Linked DNA regions of Sus scrofa: region 1 is linked to region 2. A link is a contact called in public Hi-C data. All regions are on one chromosome and are shown on one strand. Each heading gives the region's core, a stretch centred on a gene start, on an enhancer-like site or on the middle of the called end of the contact. The rest is flanking DNA. Distances are from core to core; before and after follow the strand shown.

What was found. Hi-C and Micro-C count contacts between places; a contact is called where the count stands out from the background.
Region 1: a contact with region 2 is called in a Hi-C map of omental adipose tissue, with 2.8 times the contacts expected there. The contact joins the promoter of FGFBP3 here to the enhancer-like site in region 2. A contact is called at or near these places in 3 of 5 promoter capture datasets (fetal liver and liver), 25 of 47 Hi-C or Micro-C datasets (adipose tissue, alveolar macrophages, blood and 14 more) and 2 of 2 datasets of contacts at active chromatin or transcription factors (alveolar macrophages and skeletal muscle).

What each region holds. Positions count from the first base shown.
Region 1 is chr14:103,513,381-103,519,791 of Sscrofa11.1, reverse strand. FGFBP3 (fibroblast growth factor binding protein 3) reads left to right here and starts at 2,151. Exons shown (of 2, transcript NM_001258356.1): 1 at 2,151-3,037; 2 at 3,588-4,004. The coding sequence starts at 2,266. The coding sequence ends at 3,036.
Region 2 is chr14:103,378,140-103,384,306 of Sscrofa11.1, reverse strand. No RefSeq gene overlaps it. Among named protein-coding and RNA genes, the nearest start is that of TNKS2, 15 kb to the left of the region's middle. Within about 2 kb of position 4,741, at least 1 of the 83 cell types and tissues checked has an H3K27ac peak or open chromatin away from gene starts, as enhancers often do. A contact at or near this core is called in omental adipose tissue, where this site is marked.

The DNA of each region.
Region 1 (6,411 bases), core at 902-3,401, 140 kb before region 2:
TTAACTTCACCAGCACAAATTGTTTTTCAGTATAAATTGGTGTTATTAAGACATAACTAACTTTGAAATTGATGGCAATGAAATACAAAGTTGAAATGTAAAGATCATCAATCACTGGGAGTCAGACGGCTTGTGTGTGACCTTGGGTAAATCCTTTAATCTGATTTCACTAGAGTGGTAGAGATGTCTTTTTTTAGGTCAATATTTTTTTAGGTCTACTGTATATTTAATCTGTGCCAAAACACATTTAAATACATTCTAACTCTAAAATATTTTGGATTTTTTTTTCTTTTTAGGGCCGCACTTGCGGCATATGGAGGTTCCCAGGCTAGGGGTCCAATCGGAGCTACACCTGCCGGCCTATACCGCAGCCATAGCAACGCAGGATCCGAGCTCCATCTGAGACCTGCACCACAGCTCACAAGCAACGCCGGATCTTTAACCCACTGAGCAATGCCAGGGTACTTAGTCGCATGGTACTTAGTCGCATTCGTTTCCCCTGCACCACCACGGGAATTCCTAAAATATTTTGATTTTTATAGTAGTAGTCAAATTGTAACTGTAGGAATGCAATACCAATGGGAGTTTAGTAGTAGAAAATACTGTCCACAAAAAGACATTAGGAAATGTAATGAGACTTCTTGACATCCTGGGAAGTATTTTAGGAAAATACTTATATGTATAAAACAATTAGAAGTATAAACTCTTGACATAAAGAAATCACATTTATTACTGAGAACTTTTTTTTTTTTTTTTTTTTTTTTTTTTTTTTTTTTTTTTTGCTTTTTAGGGCCGCACACATGGCATACAGAGGTTCCCAGGCTAGGGGTCTAATCGGAGTTGTAGCCACAGGCCTATGCCACAGCCACAGCAACGTGGGATTCCAGCGGCATCTGCGACCTACACCACAGCTCACAGCAAGGCCAGATCCTTAACCCACTGAGCGAGACCAGGGATGGAACCGGCAACCTAATGGTTCCTAGTCAAATTCGTTTCCACTGTGTCATGGCGAGAATGCCACTGAGAACATTTTTAAAAAGATAATGTACTATCCCAAAGTGTAAAAAATAGCTTTGTTTAAACGTAAAATACTCAAGATTCAAGAACACATTAATTTTGACTGAAAGACTGTTTGAATTGATAATATTACCTTGCATTATAATCAAAAGAATTTCTTAAACTTCTGATTTATATAAGAAATTTATAAATGACTTAGAATACTTAAAAATAATCAAAAGACCAAATGCTCACCCCTGGGTGAAGTGCTGGACAGTACAATGAGTCTATAAACTGAGATATTATATTTATGTTAGTAGTAACAGTTATTAGGATGATTAGGATAAGACAGTTGGAAAATAAAGAACTCGGCGGGTGAAAATAAAGAATTCAAATGATAAAAAAATAGTGTCAATTGACAATTGTTTTCTTTCATTTAAGGTTGTCTAACTCTTAAAACAGATCTTTCTGTTTAACTTTTATTTTCAGATGATTAAAATATGTAAAAGGAAGGAAAAGAACGATTTGCTAAAATTCATGTGATTATTTTAAAGACTGGAAGAAAAAAGATATATATTTCATGTTACATCGCTCCTTCGTGTGTGTGTGTGTGTGTGTGTGTGTGTGTGTGTGTGTGTGGCGTGATGGTGGGAAATCTCCCAGTAAGAGAGAAGTCTGGGAGGGGCATAGAGGGGGAGGCCCCTTCTATCCTGTTGATAACACATTCATTCACTGGGAGCCGGCTAAAACAGACTAATCCTTCATGCAGTTATTCCTTCCACATTAATAAGACCCCGCCACCTTCCCCAGAACTAGGTAAGTTCAAAGTGCAGTAAAAGTGCATTTACCCAAAGAATAATCTGAAATGATTATGTAGATAATTTATTAGAGGATGGAGAAGGGACGGGGTGGAGGAAGGTGTGGAGGTGGTAATTACCAGGCATCGCTTTGCTACCGTATTTGCATAGGGGAGAAAACCTCAACGTGTAAACGGTTTCAAAAAGATTAGACAGTAATTGACTTTTTCCCAGGAAAACTTTTCAGAGGGACCCGTCGTATGGTGCTGCTGCCCAATGGAAACCAGCGCCCAGAAGTCTGGGGAAGGGGACTGGCAGGTGCATGTGTTGGACTTAGGGCTGCGCCCGGCTCAGTCATTAGCAGTTTGTGCCTCTGTCCCCAGGTCCAAGGGATGCTGCTCTCCTGGCCCTGTTACCACTGAAGTGCCCAGGGTTCCCTGGAGAGCCGACTTGCGCGCAGGCACAACGAGCCATGGGTCTTCTGAGGCTTCGAAGGTCGCTCTCGCTTCTGCTGCTGCTGGGTGGCTGCCTTCTCGCAGCTGCCAGGAGAGACCAGAGGGCTGCCGCCAGCACCGCCGAGTCTGCCCCGGGCCCTGCGGGCGGCTCCTCCGGCCGTTTCGTCAGCCCCGAGAGGCACGCGTGCAGCTGGCAGCTCTTGCAGCCCGCCCCAGGGCCCTCAGCGGGCAGCGAGCTGGCGCTGCGCTGCCAGGCTCCGGACGGGGCGCACCACCAGTGCGCCTACCGCGGCGAGCCGTGGCGCTGCGCCGCCTACGCTGCCCGCAGCTCGCTGTACTGGAAGCAGGTGCTGGGCGGGCTACGGAGGAAGCCGCGGCCCTGCCACGACCTCTCGCCTCTCAAGGCTCGCCTGTGCGCGGGCAAGAAGGGCCATGGCGCCGAGTTGCGCCTAGTGCCCCACGAATCCGCACCGGCTGACCCCATCGCCTCGGGTTTCCCCCGGGATTCCAAGCTCCCGGCCAGGAGCCGGGGGCGACCCCGGGAGCCAGCTCCCGGCCCAGGCGCCAGGGCCCCGCCTCCTCCGAGCGCGCCGCCCATAGGGAAGCCCTCGGAGAAGAAGACCAAGTGGGGCAAGAGGAAGGCGGCCTTGGACCCAGAAGAGGAGCAGACCCTGGGGACCTGGCCCGATCCCGACGGGCTGGACGAGAACGCGAAGCTCACGGAGACCTACTGTGCTGAGAAGTGGCACTCCCTCTGCAATTTCTTTGTCAATTTCTGGAATGGCTGAGGTTGCAGGCCTGGGAAGGGGCTGGGGGGGAAAGGGGGGATAGAGAAGACAGGAAAGGGGGGGAGTATGTGCGCAGCGGGTAAGCAGAAGCCAAGGACCTCCTAGGCCCAGAGATATCGGATAGAGAGCAGGGAGGAGTCCAGGTTCTAGAATGGGGCTGGGGGGGAGGGTGGAAATAGTGAGGCCTGGGATGAAAGTATGGAGGACCTCTGAGACAGTTAAAAATTATTAAGAGAGGTTAAAAATTATTACGTCTCGACTCTGATTAAGAGCAGAAGAAATACTGGAAACAGAAGTAGGCGTATCTTAAATGTAGGCATAGCTTAAATGTGCAGCCTCAGCAAAACACGGAGAGGGGAGGGTACAGAGAAGCTAAAAAAAAAAAAGGAAAGACTGACTTAAATGATGTTACTCATATGGGAAGCAGGATACAATGTTTAACACATATTAAAATGTAATCAAGAACAACTGATAACCTGAGCCATGTTGTATCTTCAGGGTCTTCTCACCTAATCAGCTGACAAGATCACCAATTTATTTTTCTCTTTCAGAATTAGTATGAACTTGGGTGCTGTCTGGTGTCACGGATGATTTCCATAGGGATAGAAGCCATTTGGAGCTCAAAACTGACTCAGTGAAAAGATTTTTCAGGATAATTGCCTTTGAATTCTTTCAGAAGTGCTGCTTTTACACAGAGTGATGGCTGGTGTTCTGAAACTTTCCCATTAACATTCCAAATTCAGAGGTGAATTATAGAAGTGCTCCAGTAGGTTTTAAAAAGACAATTATCTTTATATTTGATCGTATTTTTTGAAACAGCTAAAATGTAAGAATAGATCTCAGAGTCAGTTGGACCATTATAAAGTTGTATCTGTTTCATGTAATTAATTGCTAACGTATCTCATTTTAAATAAGATGTGATGATAGACTTTGCATACGTTACGTGCTCAATAAAATGGTTAAAGAATCGACGGGACAATGGAAAAATTATTTTTCACTTTTGACCACCCTAGGGCATCAGGAGTTCCCTGGCCAGGGATCAGATCAGAGCTGCAGCCGAAACTCTGCAGGGTTAGAAATCTAACCTGTGTCCCAGAGCTCCCAGGACACTGCCAATCCCATAGGGCCACAGTGGGAACGCCAGGACAATGGAAATTTTGACTGCATTTGATCTAGTTCTGAGTGTACCTTGAAGGAAGTTCCAAAACACATCTTGAATTGTTGGAGAAAGACAAGAACTGTGAAGTCTGCATAAGGGAAAAAATCACAGACTGGCAGACCCTGGGCCCTATCCCTTCTCTGTCTGGCCTACATGTAGTTCTCTTTCATTTTTCCACCCTCTCTCCCTCCCAGTTGGGATTTGTGCCAGCATTTAAAAGTTGGTTAATTTTGGAGTTCCCACTGTGGCACAGTGGGCTAATGATTCAGCTTTTCTCTGTGGTGGTGCCAGATGGATCCCTGGCCCTGGTGCATTGGGTTCAAGATCCTGCATTACTTCGCTGTGGTTTAGGTCTTGGGGCTCAGGTTTGATCCAGCCTGGGCGAAAAAAGGGGAAAAAAGTTAGATAATTTCCTATAAAAAGCCAGATATCTGGAGTTCCCACTGTGGCTCTATGGTAACAAACCTGACTAGGATCCACTAGGATGCGGGCTCGATCCCTGGCCTTGCTCAGTGTGTTTAAGGATATGGTGTTGCTGGGAGCTGTGGTGTCAGTTGAAGACATGATTCAGATCTTGTGGCTGTGGTGTAGGCTGGCAGCTGCAGCTCAGATTCAACCCCTAGCCTGGGAATGTCCATATGCTACATGTGTGGCCATAAAAAGCAAAAAAAAAAAAAAAAAAAAAAAAAAAAAAAAAAGCCAGATTTCAGAATCCTCTAGTAAAATCAGATTTAACATTAGACATACCTTTTCACATGTCAACCATTGGCTGATGCTGATAAAATCATCTTTGCCAAGGAAAGGAAGCTCAGAGTAGGTATAGACCACTCTAAATATAGGGATTGTTATACATGCTCTACAAAAAGTTTAGCTAAACTTGGGTATCAAAGAAAAAGATATTAGAAATGAAACATCGCTCTCTAGAACAATGGCTAGAATCATGATTTGGGTTTTGTTTTGTTTTTTTGTCTCTTGTCTTTTAGGGCCTCACCCAAGGCATATGGGGGTTCCTAGGCTAGGGGTCTAATCGGAGCTGTTGCTGCCAGCCTACGCCAGAGCCACAGCAATGCCAGATCCGAGCCACATCTGCAACCTACACCGCAGCTCATGGAAATGCCGGACCCTTAACCCACTCAACGAGGCCAGGGATCAAATCTGCAACCTCGTGGTTCCTAGTCAAATTTGTTTCCACTGCACCATGACGGGAACTCCTAGAATCATGATTTTAACTTTCTATACTGCTAATTCCTTTCTGCATGCCCTTTGGCAGTCCGATGAGCTTCCTTTTCTGAAAGAGGAGAAAGCCAAACTCTAAGCTCAAGTGCACAGTGTAGGTTGCTACTGTCTCGGCTCCTTTACCCTTTAAGAGGAACTATACCAGAACGTTGTCTCACAACAGAATCAGAACTGGTAGGGGCCAGTTTCTTGCAGTGTCAGAGGAATGGACAGATCCAACCATCATCTTCTGGAGTGACTTAGGCTAAATCCCACGGTCTCAATCTGTACATTGAGGGAGTTGGGCTAGGGTTAAATCCGAGGTCCCTAAAACACACTGCTGGCACTTGAATCCTATATATGGTTTTACACAGCGATAATAACATATGAAAATCAACACGTTCTATGTGTAGAGTACTTCATGTTATAACCCAAGAAAGATTAGGGAATTAGAAAAGATTCAGAGAATGGTAACGAGAATGGAGAGGGAAATAGAGAAGGCTTGTGTGTCTGGAACACCTAGAAAGAGTTGGAAGTTTAGGTTAGATGAACAAAACTGCAGTTGGAAGAAGATAGGATCAAAATCTCTAAAATAATGAGGAAGGTGGGCCTGAGGAACACAGATATTTTCCCCTGCAGGTGCCATTAGGAATGAAGTGAAGGTTGCCAGGACATGGCCAGGTTTATTGTCAGAGCTGGGATCAGCAAGGGCATCAGAAGTAGCAAGATATCTGCGGCTCAGTCTGAGACAGAATTTCTTCCAAGCACTAGACCATGTTGTTCTGGTTGTATTTCCCAGGTTATTTAGCATAGCGCTGACTGGAAAAAAAAAAAAGAAATTACACCCCTGCATTCTATACTCAGTTTTTCTGAACTCATCTCTACTAGGCACTGGATTTATGATCTTACTCAAGGAGTTCCAGTCTGGGTTCAGATGGTTAAGAATCATCTGTTAGGGTTAGGGTTACAGTTAGGGTTAGGGACAATCCTTTGTCTCAAGG
Region 2 (6,167 bases), core at 3,492-5,991:
GACATGGCTCGGATCTGGGTTGCTGTGACTGTGGTGTAGGCTGGCAGCTGTAGCTCCAATTTGATCCCTAGTCTGGGAATTTCCATATGCCATGAGAGCAGCTCTAAAAAAGCAAAAAACCAAAAGAAACAAGCAAAAAAACCCAAAACCAAACAACCAAACAAAAACCACCTTAATATAAGAACACAGAAAATTTGAGACAAAAGAATTAATGAAAGAAAACTGATGTACCTATATTAATATTAGAAAAGAACGCTTTGGGCAAGAAACATTACTAGGAATAAAGAGAGAATAATTTTAAAGATATGACTCCTTCAGGAAGATATAACAATTTTAGATCCATATATATTCAATAAGATAGCTTCAAAGCGCAGAAAGCAAACATTTGACAGAACTAAAAGGCAAAATAGGGAAATCCACAGTCATAGGGAAACACTTTAACAGGGATCTCTCAATATCTGTTAGAACAAGTAAACAAAATATCAATAATATAAAGAAGGTTTGAACATGATTAACAAAACAACTTAATTGCCATACATAGAACATTACACATGACAACATAATACACATTTGTTTCAAGTACATGTGGCACACTTATCAAAATTGACCAAATGCTAGGTCATAAAGCATGCCTTGGAGTTGTCATGGTGGCTCAGCAGTTATTGAACCCAATTAGGATCCATGAAGATGCAGGTTTGGTCCCTGGCCTCACTCAGTGGGTTAAGGATCTGGCATTGCCATGAGCTATGGTAGTAGGTCGAAGACTCGGCTTGGATCTGGCATTGCCGTGGCTGTGGTGTAGGCCAGCAGCTGTAGCTCTGATTCGACCCTTAGCCTGGGAACCTCCATATGCCATGGGTGTGGCCCTAAAAAGACAATAAATAAACAAAAATTTTAAAAAGTTAAAAAAAGAAGGAAGATGAAAATGAAGAATCTAAATATTCATCTTCTCTGTTTGGGAAAAGCATCTCAGGAACTCGTTTGGGAACCAGCGATTTCAGAATTCATGAACCATTCTATCTACAACAGCCCCCAGCTAACCTAGCTCATTTCATACTGCCCTCCCACAGTCTTGAATTAGTTCTTTCCAATCCTGTTACTGTTGGTCCTGAAGTCAGTGGTTTTCATAAAATGACAGACTCTTTGGTGTGTCTTGTGTCTGAAGTCAAGGGGAGATTCTGTCAGCAGCCAAGGACCTCTGTTGAGTCCGGAGTTTTTCTTCCCCTTGCAGAACGTGTCCCCATCTTGTGTACAGAGGTATAGTTATACCATCGCTTAAATTTTGTTAGTATATATGCTGTGTTTAACATTGCACCATTAAAGCTCTGTTCCTATGTCTATTTCAAGAATCCAGCATTGTCTGTGAAATTTTAAGTGTTAATAAAATAGTATTATACCCAATAAATAAATAAATAAATATTTATCTTGAAAAATTAGGGAAAAATCAGCAAAATAAATCTATAAAAGTAGAAGGAAATAAACGAGAGCAGAAATTAATTAAAAATATAACAAATGCTCAATAGAAAAACAGAACAAAAAGTTGGATCTTTGAAAAGACTAAATTTACAGGCCTCCAGCAAGATAAGTCAAGGGAAATAAGAAAGAAAGCACAAAATTCCAGTATTAGAAATAAAAAGAAGGAGTTCCAGTTGTGGCTCAGTGGTTAACAATCCCGACGAGCATCTATGAGGACGTGGGTTCGATCCCTGGCCTCTCTCAGTTGGATAAGGATCTGGCATTGCCACAAGCTGTTGCAGATGTGGCTTGGATTTGGTGTTGCTGTGGCTCTGGCGTAGGAGGGAGGCCACAGCTCCAGTTGGACCCCTAACCTGGGAACCTCCATGTGCTGTAGGTGTGGCCCTAAAAGACAAAAAATAAATAAATAAATAAAAAGAAGACATTCCCACAGATCTGATATTAAAAATACAATAAGATGATATATACAGAACATGTTGCATAGTCTCATACCAGCTAAATAAGTTGATTGTGTAATTAAAAACTTTCCCATAAAGAAGTATTCCAGTCACATGGCCTTATGGGTGAATTCTTCCAAATATTTACAGAAGAAATATTAATTTTATACAACTCCAATAGAAAAAGATGGAACACTTACAACTTATTTTGAGAAGCTAACATAAGTTTTGGTATCAGAGCTTGAAAAAGACATTTAAGAAATGAAAATTATAAGCCAATTTCTTTGAAGAACAGATGTATAAATAGTCTGGGCAAAATATTAGCAAATTGAACCCATCAATATATAAAAAGGACGATAAATCATGACCAAATTGGCTTTAAATAAAATTTAATCACTGTAAGTCAACATATTAACAAAAAACTCATATGATCATGTTAGTAAACATAAAAAAAGCATTTGAACATGCAGCAATCATTCATGATGAAAAACTCTTAGCAAAAGAAGAAATTTATCTTATCTGATAAAGAATATTTACCAAAACACCTGAAGAAAATATAATAAACATAATATATAAGAGTGAGTATTTAAAAACACCCTCTTCAGATGGGCAATGAGACAAGGGTACCTTCTATCACTGTTTGTTTGTCTTCTTCTACTTCTTCTTCTTCTTCTTCTTTTTCTTTTTTTTCTTTTTTTGTTTTTTAGGGCTGCATCTGTGGCATAAAGAGGCTTCCAGGCTAGGGGTTGAATTTGAGCTGTAGCAACCGGCCTACACCACAGCCATAGCAATGCCAAATCTGGGCTGCATATGTCACCTATACAACAGCTCATGGCAACGCTGGATCCTTAACCTGCTGAGTGAGGCCAGGGATGGAACCTGTGTCCTCATGGATGCTAGTCAGATTTATTTCTGTTGAACCATAATGGGAACTCCTCTATCACTGTTTCTACCCAGCACTGTAATGAAGGTCCTAGCCAGTCCAAAAGAGGCAATAAAAGGAAGAAGGAAACATATTAATCTCAGACGACATGGTTTTGTATGTAGAAAATCCAAAAGGGTCCATGTACAATTAAAACGAATAACTGGGAGTTCCCATCGTGGCGCAGTGGTTAACAAATCCGACTAGGAACCATGAAGTTGCGGGTTCGATCCCTGCCCTTGCTCAGTGGGTTAACGATCCGGCGTTGCCATGAGCTGTGGTGTAGGTTGCAGACGTGGCTTGGATCCTGCGTTGCTGTGGCTCTGGCGTAGGGCAGTGGCTACAGCTCCGATTGGACCCCTAGCCTGGGAACCTCCATATGCTGCGGGAGCGGCCCAAGAAATAGCAAAAAGACAAAAAAAAAAAAAAACAAAAAAAACAAACGAATAACTGAATTTAACCATGGTTGCAGGATACATGATCAAAATATAAAAGTCAATTTGTATTTCTGTACGCCATTTAGAAACAATAGCAAATATAATTTAAAAAACAAAATCTATAAATGCATCAAAAATATTAAATTTCTAGCAATAAATATAAAGAAAGATGGGCAAGACCATCACATCAAAAAACTAAATCACGGAGTTCCTGCTGTGGTGCAATGGGATTGGTGGCATCTTGGGAGTGCTGGAACGTGGGTTTGATCCCCAGCCTGGCACAATGGATTGAGGATCTGGCATTGCCACAGTTGTGGCTTAGGTTGCAGCTGTGGCTCAGATCTGATTCCTGGCCCAGGAACTCCACGTGCCACAGGACAGCCAAAAAAAAAAAAAAGGGGGGGGGGATGAAAACACTATAAATCATTATTGAGAGAAATGATCAGAGTAATATAAAACTACATCATGTTCTTGAGTTGGAAGACCCAATTTGTGAAGATGTTGTGTCAATCAGGGATGAATCAGAAAAGCAGAACCACTAAGACAAGATAAATAGTTAAATATATTTTTTTGAATTATGGTTTTTCTCCAAATATATGCCTAGGAGTGGGACTGCTGGACATCTATCCAGAGAAAACCCAAATTTGAAAAGATATATGCACCCCAATGTTCATTGAAACATTACTGACAACAGCCAAGACATGAAATCAACCTAAATGTCCATCAACTGAAGAAAAGATTTGAGTTCCCTGTGGCTCAGTGCGTTAAAAACCTGACTAGTATCCATGAGGACGCTGATCCAATCCCTGGCCTTGCTCAGTAGGTTAAGGATCTGGCATTGTAGTGAGTTGCAGTGTAGGTCACAGACATAGCTGGAATTTGGCATTGCTCTTGCTGTGGCGTAGGCTGGCAGCTGCAGTCCGTGTTGGATCCTGTAGCCTGGGAACTTCCATATGCTGTGGGTGTGGCCCTAAAAACAAACAAACAAACGAAAAACACAGAAGAATAAAGAAGAGATGGGGTGTGTGTGTGTGTGTGTATGTGTGTATGGAATATTACTTAGCCATAAGAAGAATGAAATAATGCCATTTCCAGCAACATGGATAGCCCTAGAGCTTATGATACTAAGTCAGACAGAGAAAGACAAATATTATATCACATTACTTAATATGTGGACCCTAATAAAAATCATGCAAAAGAACTTATTTATAAACAGAAACGGAGTTCCTGTTATGGCACAGCGGAAAAAATTCTGACTAATAACCATGAGCTTGCAGGTTCTATTCCTGGCCTCGCTCAGTGGGTTAAGGATCCGGCACTGCTGTGAGCTGTGGTGTAGGTTGTAGGCTCGGATTTGGTTTGTTGTTGCTGTGGCGTCGGCTGGAGGGTACAGCTCTGATTCGAACCCTAGCCTGGGAACATCCATGTACTGAGGGTGTGGCCCTGAAAAGCCAAAAAAGCAGCAGCAGCAGCAGTAACAACAACAACAAAAACAACAACAAAACCAAACAGAGACACTCAAAGATTTCAAAACCAGTCTCATGGTTACCATAGGGGAAATCACTGGGGGGAGGGAGGAATTAGGAGGATGAAAATAACATATACACACTACTGTATAAAATAGATAATTAACAGAGCTCCCACTGTGGCACAACAGGATTGGCAGCATCTTTGGAGCATTGGGATGCAGGTTTGATACCTGGCGTGGGCACAGTGGGTTAAGGATCTGGAGTTGCTGCAGCTGTGGCTTAGGTGGCAACAGCAGCTCATATCTGACCCCTGGCCTAGGAACTCCATATGCCGTGGGGCAGCCAAGAAAAAAAAAAAAAAAAAGGGAAAGAAACTGAAAACAGATAATTAACAAGAACCTCCTGTATAGCACAGGGAAATCTATTCAATAGTTTGTAATAACTTATATGGGAAAAAAGAATCTATCTATCCTATCTATCTATCTATCTGATTCACTTTGCTGTATACCTGAAACTAATACAACATTGTAAGTCAACGATACTCCAATAAAATTAAAAAAAGAAATAACACAATGTTATATATGTATAATATATATACATACATGTGCATGTATGTATAATATATGTGTGTATATACATGAGATTTTTTAATAGGAATTTGATATTACACAATGCAGGAGCTGGTTAAACAGTCTCTGTAAAGCTGTTGTCTTAGTATCTCATGATGGAGCTTGGAATCCTTTTGGCAGGCAGTGGAGAAGGGAGGATGGATATCAAATGGGTAGAACAAGGCCAAGCTGCAACACACAAGGACACTTGAGTGAGCTCAGCTCTCACTGCCTCCAACCCTGATGTTGTGGGCATCCTGTAGAATATACTGGTGCCCAGGAATGAGAGAAGCTGAAAGAGGATTCAGAGGAAGTTGGGGCAATTATAGGCCTGACTGCTGTTCCCACACCAGCAAGGGGAGCCAAGAGATAAGTGGCATTGTGGGGGAGGTCTAGCAATACCTGCTCTGGAATTCTGAACATGAAAATTACAACCATTGCTTCACTTCTGCCCTTTAAATCTCATGAGAAAAAAGTCTCCCATGGCTCACTCTAACTAAAAAGCAAACAGGGAAGGGAATATTGTGAGATAAAGTTTTGCTTGCCTAAGTTGACATATTATAAAGCCACCATAGATAGCAATTTTCCCCCAATTCAGTTCTTGATTTAATCCACTTCCAACAACAATCCCAGCAGTTGCTTTTATTCTCCCTGTAGAAACTGACAAGTTGATTCTAAAGTTTATCTGGAAGTGCTAAAGACCAAGTGTGGTCCATAGAACCTTGAAAAAGAGCAAGGCTTAAGGACCAACACTATGGGATATGAAGACTTGTTAGTTGTTACAATAATGAAAATAATGGGTACAAGTATAGAAAAAT